Regions from separate parts of the Mus musculus genome. Here region 1 is linked to region 2. The links are chromatin contacts, called in public promoter capture Hi-C maps. All regions are on one chromosome and are shown on one strand. The core of a region is the stretch at or near the end of the contact, and the rest is flanking DNA. Distances in the headings are between cores, read along the strand shown. Region 1 overlaps Gas2 (growth arrest specific 2). Region 2 overlaps Slc17a6 (solute carrier family 17 (sodium-dependent inorganic phosphate cotransporter), member 6).

What was found. Capture Hi-C pulls out chosen DNA fragments and counts their contacts.
Region 1: a contact with region 2 is called in a promoter capture Hi-C map of pancreatic islet. The contact joins two enhancer-like sites. A contact is called at or near these places in 2 of 9 other capture datasets (adipose tissue and pancreatic islet).

Annotation. Positions count from the first base shown.
Region 1 is chr7:51,886,384-51,890,363 of GRCm38.p6, reverse strand. It overlaps Gas2 (growth arrest specific 2), which reads right to left. Exons shown (of 8, transcript NM_008087.3): 2 at 2,288-2,452. The coding sequence starts at 2,435. Among named protein-coding and RNA genes, the nearest start is that of Gas2, 9.4 kb to the right of the region's middle. Within about 2 kb of position 2,008, at least 34 of the 459 cell types and tissues checked have an H3K27ac peak or open chromatin away from gene starts, as enhancers often do. A contact at or near this core is called in pancreatic islet, where this site is marked.
Region 2 is chr7:51,661,006-51,665,288 of GRCm38.p6, reverse strand. It overlaps Slc17a6 (solute carrier family 17 (sodium-dependent inorganic phosphate cotransporter), member 6), which reads right to left. Exons shown (of 12, transcript NM_080853.3): 8 at 3,709-3,858. Among named protein-coding and RNA genes, the nearest start is that of Gm33136, 39 kb to the right of the region's middle. Within about 2 kb of position 2,593, at least 17 of the 459 cell types and tissues checked have an H3K27ac peak or open chromatin away from gene starts, as enhancers often do. A contact at or near this core is called in pancreatic islet, where this site is marked.

The sequences.
Region 1 (3,980 bases), core at 759-3,258, 230 kb before region 2:
CATGTCTTCATTTCTCATTATTATTCAAAACATGTTTATTTTCCTATCTCTATATGTTTTAACATTTTATACAGTTTCAAGTGTTTAGACCCCTTTCCAAATTATAATAATAATAATAGTGTTTCCTTGAGGTTTCCTCTGTCTACCTGGGGTGACTTCTAGTCCACTGAAAGATAATACTCAATAACTACATTTTTTAATCCCTTTAGAAACCCTTGCCTGGAAAATTACATAAACTATCAATTTCATTCACTACAACTACTAATAAATATTTAACAAGATAATCTGCTTCTTTTAAAAACATTATCCATTATATATTTACTCTGTTTAGATATGTCCTTTGTTGACCTAAACTGCCCAAACAAACGCTCCAGAATCAGATTTCTTGGAAACGTAGATGTTAGGAGCTGGAAAGGATATTAAAGAATATCTCCAACTCTTTCAGTTATGGTTGAGGACACCAAGCCCAGAACAGATAGCTGAGGGACTTTGGGCATGTTTCCGACCAGTGGGACGGCCAGAAGCTGAAGCCAGGTCTCCTGATGCCCGGAAAGGAGCCAGGTCTCCTGATTTCTAATCCAAGGATCTTTCCATTGCACACACTGACTCTGTTCTTTGAGGCTGTATTGGCCTGCTCACACTGATCAAGCCACTCTGAGAATGATCACATTGGTTAAACAGAACACTTTGATGACCTAGTCACCCAACACTGGGTCACGCCTGTATAATCGGGCTACACTGTACTCACCCCCATTCCTCCTATCCTACCATCTCCATGGCCCTTTGTTGATCACACTACTGATTATAATCAGCACAATTTTTTTCAAGTCTGTGTATGATTTAGCCCCCAACAAGTCTTTTTTTTTTAATTAACAATTTCACTGGACTTTATAAATAGAACAGCAACTTAAATAATAATAATAACTAAGATCCAGGAACTATACAAAGTGCTAGAGCTTGTGTTCTCAATTTCTGTAACACAATTCCAATGGCAACTTGTATCTGTAGCGGATGGCTAGGCATTAATAATAATCATTAGTTAGCCCTGGAAGGTCAAAAGCAAGGGAGGCAATAACTGCCTGTTTGATGAAGTTAATAGTGAAGTACTACCTAATACAAGTCTCTTCATTCTTTTAGAGACAGTCCCACCGTGGGGTGGAGGACCTTGCTTGGGGCAAAGGGGTTCTGAAAATCTTTCTGAAGGGTATATTTTCTATATCGACACTTAGTAGTTTTGGTTAAACCACAAAGTTAGTCAAGATGGGGTGTTTATGATGAAGAAAAGAGCAAGTACTTCACCACAGACAAAGACTTTTAAATATAGCATATAAGTATAAAAGCCAGGAAGCAGAGAAAAACTGCAAGAGGCAAATGGATTCTTAGCCTCTGCATTCTTAGCCTCTGCTAGGTTTTAGCCAGAGGAATGCAGCACGTAGCCCCATCTTCCTAGCTAGAAAGTGAAGCCTGCAGCTTGCAGCATTGCTGCAGTAATAAAATAGTGTAGGTGCATCCTCTCTGCCCACCACAAAGTACCACTCACACTCTGCTTGTTCCACAGTTCAATCCTACATCCTGAAAACTATAAGGTCCTAAAGTTGTGGCTCACTCTTCTCGGGGAAATCTGGTACTGGGGATGCTATGGCTAAATATATGGTGAGCCTTTAATTGTACAAATTTGTACCCTTCATTGTTGCACTTTGATCCTTGAAATTCATCAGACAAAAGAAAGGACACCATTAGCATGCAGTATCATTTTCTCAACAATGATGCTTTTCCAAAATGGATATTTTTTAAAAAAATGGAATTTAGTTCCAAAGTAAATTACTCCAGTCAGTCCGCTTGGACAAGGCATAGGTATTGTCCCTGAGTCCCTGAATTCAGCAGCTTTGGAAGGCGTGATGTAAAAGTAGGGCAAGAAAAGGCAATTTTAGAAGCAGATGTCACAGAGCCTGCAGCTTGAACCAAAGCACAGGTCAAAGTGGTCAGCTGCAAGCCCGTGAGTCAGAAATAAATCAGACCAGAGCAGGAACGGTATAAGCAACTTGACCGCAGGTTTCCACATTCCAGTGCAGGACGCAGGGATATGAAACACAGCTAACGTGAGAGGCACTGGGAAATTCATTTAAATTTCCACAGGCTTCAATTTCCCAGATGAAAAAAATCCTAATAAAGAAGGTCTTTCTTTTCCAGGTATGATCACATGCTTGGGAGAAGGACACTCTCAGAGGAGGTAAAATACACAAGACACTGTTATCTTTGCTCACAAAGTGATATCTTATAACCTTACCTAATAGATTGGTTAACCACAAGGCCAAGTCTTCTTTCATCGGCAGCAAATTAGCTTCATGTCTGCTGGCCAGCCACTGGCTGTACTGATGCATATCAGACAGGCCAGGTCCGCTGCGAACCTTGGGGCTCAGGGCAGTGCACATCATTTATCCACTCCTAACACCTAGTGTGGGGACAAAAGAGCAATAGACTTTTTATACAAGTTAAAATTTAAAAACTTCTACCACCACAATATTGTAATGAGCAATGAGCCTTAACCATGAACTTTTGTGATGTCAGCTCGTTATTAATTATTAAACCCAGGAGAAATTATTTGCCTTATTCATGTGGCTCTCTAACTATTAGTCAGCCACTTGGTAACAGAAACAATCAAAGGTCAAAGAGAAAATCAAACAATAAATGCTTAGCTCATGTAAAACAATGTATTTGGAAAGGACCAGCCAGCTTCAAGGGGAAGAAACCCAGTAAAATGTAGTTAAATGGAGATTTTAGTGTCTGCTGGTGTTTAAGGCAGGGATGGCCACAGAATCTGAGTGCTGAGCACAAGCACGGACAGCAAGCACAGGCTCCTGAGGAAGCACATGGGGACTTCTGGCAAGACTATTACCTAAAGGAATAAGCACAACATGCAACTCGCTGGTCACGGCCAAACTCATTCAAGGACACTCAATTAAAACACCCAGTATCAGGTAGGAGAGGAGGGGTATTCAAAGAGTCCCCACTACCACTCCAAAAATCACAGAAGACCAAAATTAGAAGGGGAGAGTGGCATAAGCAATTTGACTCTATAGCATCACAGTAGAGTAAGGCTAAGATCTTGTTCTGCAAATCTCAAGAACTCTTTCCACAAAGACATAGTCTGACAGAATGCATTAGTGGAAAGCACTTTCTTGCAACCACTGCCTCTGGTGGCCTCTGTTACGGTTTCCCTTGCTCTGAATCTTCCTTATTTTAGTTATACATTTTGAGTTTTGTTTGTAATCAGTTTAGCATAGAACTATGTTAATGTTTTACATCTAAAATAGGAGTGGCAGAAAAAGAATTTGCTTCTCAGATATCCCTTGTTAATATACAACACAATAAAAGTAAATAAATAAGATTACTTCATGACCTGATCACTTCACTGTATGAAGAGCATAAACCTCTATTTAAATTATAAAGTATTTTAATAAATATGTGGAGGTATATAGATATGTTTAAGTATTTAAATACTTAATTTGACCTTAAGTATATCACCTTTGTCTAATATTTTTTCACGACAGAGTCTCAAGTAACCCATGGTAGCCCCAAAATGCTATATAGCTGACAGTGGCCTCATCCTTCTGATTCTTCTGTCCTACCTCCTGAACTCTGGGATTACAGATGTGACCCACCATACCGGCATATGGAACTCTGGAAAATAGTCCCAGAGACTTTTGCATGTTAGGCAAGCACTCTACCCATTGACCTACATCTCAAGCCCCTCTCTGAATTATTTGTAGAACCTGATGCTATATAAGTAAAATAAATCTATTGAAGGAGTCTTTTATCTGATATAAAATGATTTCGCCTGTGTTCACAACAGTTCAATCATTTCATTTCGAGTCTATTTCACCATAGGACCTATTCTGGCTACAAATCAGTATGTGCATAAAATAACCAAAAGAAGTCCACCCAAGTGACAAAAACCACAAGACTATTTGCAACAGGCA
Region 2 (4,283 bases), core at 1,344-3,843:
AATGGGCTATTACCACATGAATGGATTTTCTCACTTGAGTATATTTTGAAGCCCACCTTTTGGCAAGGGAAAGACTGTGAGTTTGTGTGTGTGTGTGTGACTCTTTGCTGGATTATTGGAGCTATGAGATGTACATTCTGGTTTTATTTTCTAATGGCACACAGAGTGTGAGTAACATTCACAAATGGGGGTTGGGTCATGACTAATTGGGAGAAGTGTTCTAAAACAGATCAAAGGTTTCAACTGATGAGTTCATTCTTCTAGCTGGGGTGGAAGTTTCTGGGATTCTATTATTGAATGAGGAAGGTGAGATTGAAAAGCACAAGTTTTAAACAGTTCAGTCAACACTTAAAGACTGAGCTCGTAGCATGGGTGCTTAAAAACTATGCCACCACCTAAGAAAGAAAAGGAGATTTCACTCAAGAAAACTACAGATAGAGTATGAATAGCAATGTCTTTTTCATGAGCAATAAATTGGCATCAGGCCTACTTAAAGGGAAGCAAATGAGTATTGAAACAAGTGATACTGTATAGTGTATATTGTTGAATGGCAGAAGATAAACAATATTATTATACTGTGTAATATTACTTCAGTTTTGCTAACTTCCTCTGTTTATAATATATTCACATATAGTTTCATTAAGATCTGAATAAAATTGTGTTTTTTAGAAACCTTTCCACAAAAAAAAAAAGAAAAGGAGTTTTACATAGGATACTGTGTGTGAATGTGCTTATTTGCTTATAAGTGGATATTTAGTAAATAGGACATAAATAAAAATATAAGGCAAACTGGGTACATGCCAAGTATTATTGGTTTGAGAATACCATCTTGATCATAGTAGATATCCATCAAAATTCAATGTGAATCTGGAAGATGCTGAGGAGAACACATCCTGAAACACATGTAAAGTTTTTCCCAGACTCCCATGCCATCCTTTCATTTTGCAAACACCGACTCCTTGCTTGGGAGTGACATTTCCTGTGCCCACTTAAAGTGTTTTCTATCTGAAAAAAGTCTTACCCTGGGCAGCCCCATCTACCTACTATTCATTTGAATGAATCTCTTTATCACTTTGTGTCAGCAAAGAGCAAAGATAATAAGTTCTTTATTACTCTTTCATCAGGATCAGTAACAGCAATGCTAACAGGTACATTTTGGTCCCTGCTTCAGCACTTGGAAGTATGGAATCTTCTATCTTCTTAGGCAAAATTTCCTGGAAATTGTCCTTGTGTAGGTCTTTTCAGCTCCGGTAACTTATTATGAATAATTAGTGCACACATTATCTGACTAACCCATCCCTCTAGGATCGTCTTTATTTGGCTCATTGTTTTTAAAGCTTTTGGAGGATGAGCTGGCTATTAAGAATCTATAACCCATTCTTCTTAGTAATGCCAGGTTCAGTGACACTAGTTATCCCTCTAGTATGTCACAGTTGAATGGCAACTCTATCTAAACCACGTTTTGAAACTGTCAGGAGGCAGAGCATGAAGCATAGTCTCTCTAACTAAGGATCTCAAAGGAAACAAATGTCTCCTCTCATTTTAAACCCTATATTCTGAGGTTTAAAGGTGCTCATTAAATTCCTAGAATTGAATTTGCCCTGATTTGCCATTCTCAAAGGAGCTGAAAGTCTTTACATACTAACATAGGGAAACACACACACACACACACACACACACACACAGAGAGAGAGAGAGAGAGAGAGAGAGAGAGAGAGAGAGAGAGAGAGAGAGAGAGAACTAATATAGTTCACTTCTCAGTATGCATACATTAGGTCCTATATATAACTCTGTGTGTGTGTGTGTGTGTGTGTGTGTGTGTGCGCGCGCGCGTGTGTGTGTGTGTGTTCATGTGCTACATAAGCACACTTGGCATAAAGATTAAGGTGTTTCCTTGTGGTTCTATCTATACGATATCTAGCTTAATGAAGTTTTGGTAAGCCACCTTCAATGTAAAAATTTTATTTGTATAATATCTGATTCACTTCTAAATGATAGTATTACAGTTCTCACCTATTAATAAGAAATCGAAGAGGGATAATTATTCAAAAATCAACCCTAAGTTGTAGGCTAATACTTCATTATAAAGCTTAGGTTCAAAGCCACATGACTTAGACACACCCGAATTTCCTACCATGCCCTCCTCCAAAATTTTTTCAGGTAAGTTGGAGAATTTGAAACAATTTGGATCAGCATAATCAAAATCTTCAGTCCACACTGCATGTAGAATGTATCCACAATTTTCACTTTATAATAGCAAGTGAATTAATCCACCCATGTGTAAGGTCATACAGTTTTTGCAAACTACCCCAGAATTTATTTAACGTTTTCAGTTAATTGGAGACACAAGCCCAGGAAGATCACTTCATTATCATCCGTTGGCACCTCTCCCTACCCCAACAAGTCCTGGCTTTATTAATAGCCTTTGTGTGTCACATTTGTCCTAGATTATGAAAATGGACTCACACCTCCAACCGTCTTTGTTGAGAGGTGTGATACTCTCAGAGGTCTCCAGGCTGCCCTGTAATGTTTGATCAGCTCCAGGGAGAAGAGGCCGGTCTACAGCCGCTATTCTGCTCAGGGAGAGAGGAACTGTTTCCTTAGAAACAGCCGCTTCAAAAGAGCTCTTAGGCCAGCAACTGCCAGGCTCAGGCTTTCTCTAGCCTAGCTCTCAGATAGCCTTTCAAGTAGAGACACAATATGAACAGCCCAAGCCCAGCTGGACTTATGTAACAACACAAGGAGAGCTGGCAAGACTATTGCCAGCAAAGATAAATGGATTTGAGACTCAGCAGAGAGCTCGGAGCTGCTAAGTGTGTGAGGAGATATACAGGTCACCTGATGTATGACACTAATGGAAATTGAAGCAGAAATGATGAATCTATGTCCTGAGCTTAGTTAGTATAGTTAGGATAGCATTAGGTGATTTCAATAATTACCCTCAGTTCTATTTTACCATCAGCTGAACACAAATGATGATAACTATCCATCTGGTCTACCAGATGAAATTATTCATGAATATGAAAAAAAATAAAACTTCCAGCATTCCAAGTTCTAATACAAAAGGAGTAATTAAAGTCAAGTTCTCCTTATAGAAAATCTGGAAATGTTTTTTATTTTTGTGTCTATTTAACATATGCCTCTCACACCTTGTGCGTGTGAATTGGTAACACAAGAGTTCTGTCTGCTACTACAAAGCTGTAAGCATTTCGGGAGAGAAGTTCTGTTTTACTATTGAATAACACAGTGTCCTATAATAGACTCAGCGAATGCTTGTTAGAGTAAATTTGATGAACAAAGTACAAGGACATTTTCAGACTTTGGATTTGCTAGGTATATCTTTCAATTGGACTGATCTCTGCGAACATGTAAGGAGAGGAGGTTGGTAGTAACCTAAACACAGTTCCGTTAGGATGGGTGACCTTTCTTGTTAGCAGATTGCTTGCCTCAGACTAACGGCTGTTACATTTGTTTGTGGGGAAAATCCTGCATTGATGTTCAGACCCTTCGAAATGGAAGCTACATGAAGGCAGAGACTTCTAGTTGTAACAAAATAGAGTAGGATGTGGACACACACACACACACACACACACACCCTTCCTGGCAGTAAATTATGAAGTTTAGAAGACAAACTTTTGGCTAAAGAAAGGATTATTCACTTAAGTACAAATATTATCTAATATTGTAATAAGGTGAATTTGTACATACCTTGCTGATTTCAAATCCAAAAACCTCCTCAAAATAAGCTGGCTGACTGATGAGCAGTAAATAAAAAGTCCAGCTCCTGCAGAAGTTGGCAACAATTATCGCGTAGACGGGCATGGATGTGAAAAACTTCCTCCATGGGGTCTTAAATTTCTGAAAGCCCCAAAAGAGAGTTACTCTGTTTCAGCATTTTCTGACTTAAATTAATACTATCTATTTTCATGCTCATAGAATGGGATACTAGTATAAAATAATTAATTGGTAGCTGCAGCACCCCAGTTAATCTTATGTGTGTGAATAATCATTAAAAGAAGAAACAAAATACCAATCTATCCCTCTGATTTAGTCTAGTTTTTTTTAAATATGAAAATTCATGTACTTAGAAAATAAATTCCAAAACCATGTGTTCTAAGTTCTAAGAGCTTAAAACAGCTTCCCCCAACCATCAGCAAAATACTGCCAAATGAGTGGCTTTGTGATATCTAAAGTGTTGAAAGTTCAATGTACTTGGAAAAGAAAAAGAAAATAAGAACAGGTTATTGCCCACCTCTCTGAAGTCAGCTAAGCCATCATCTCCC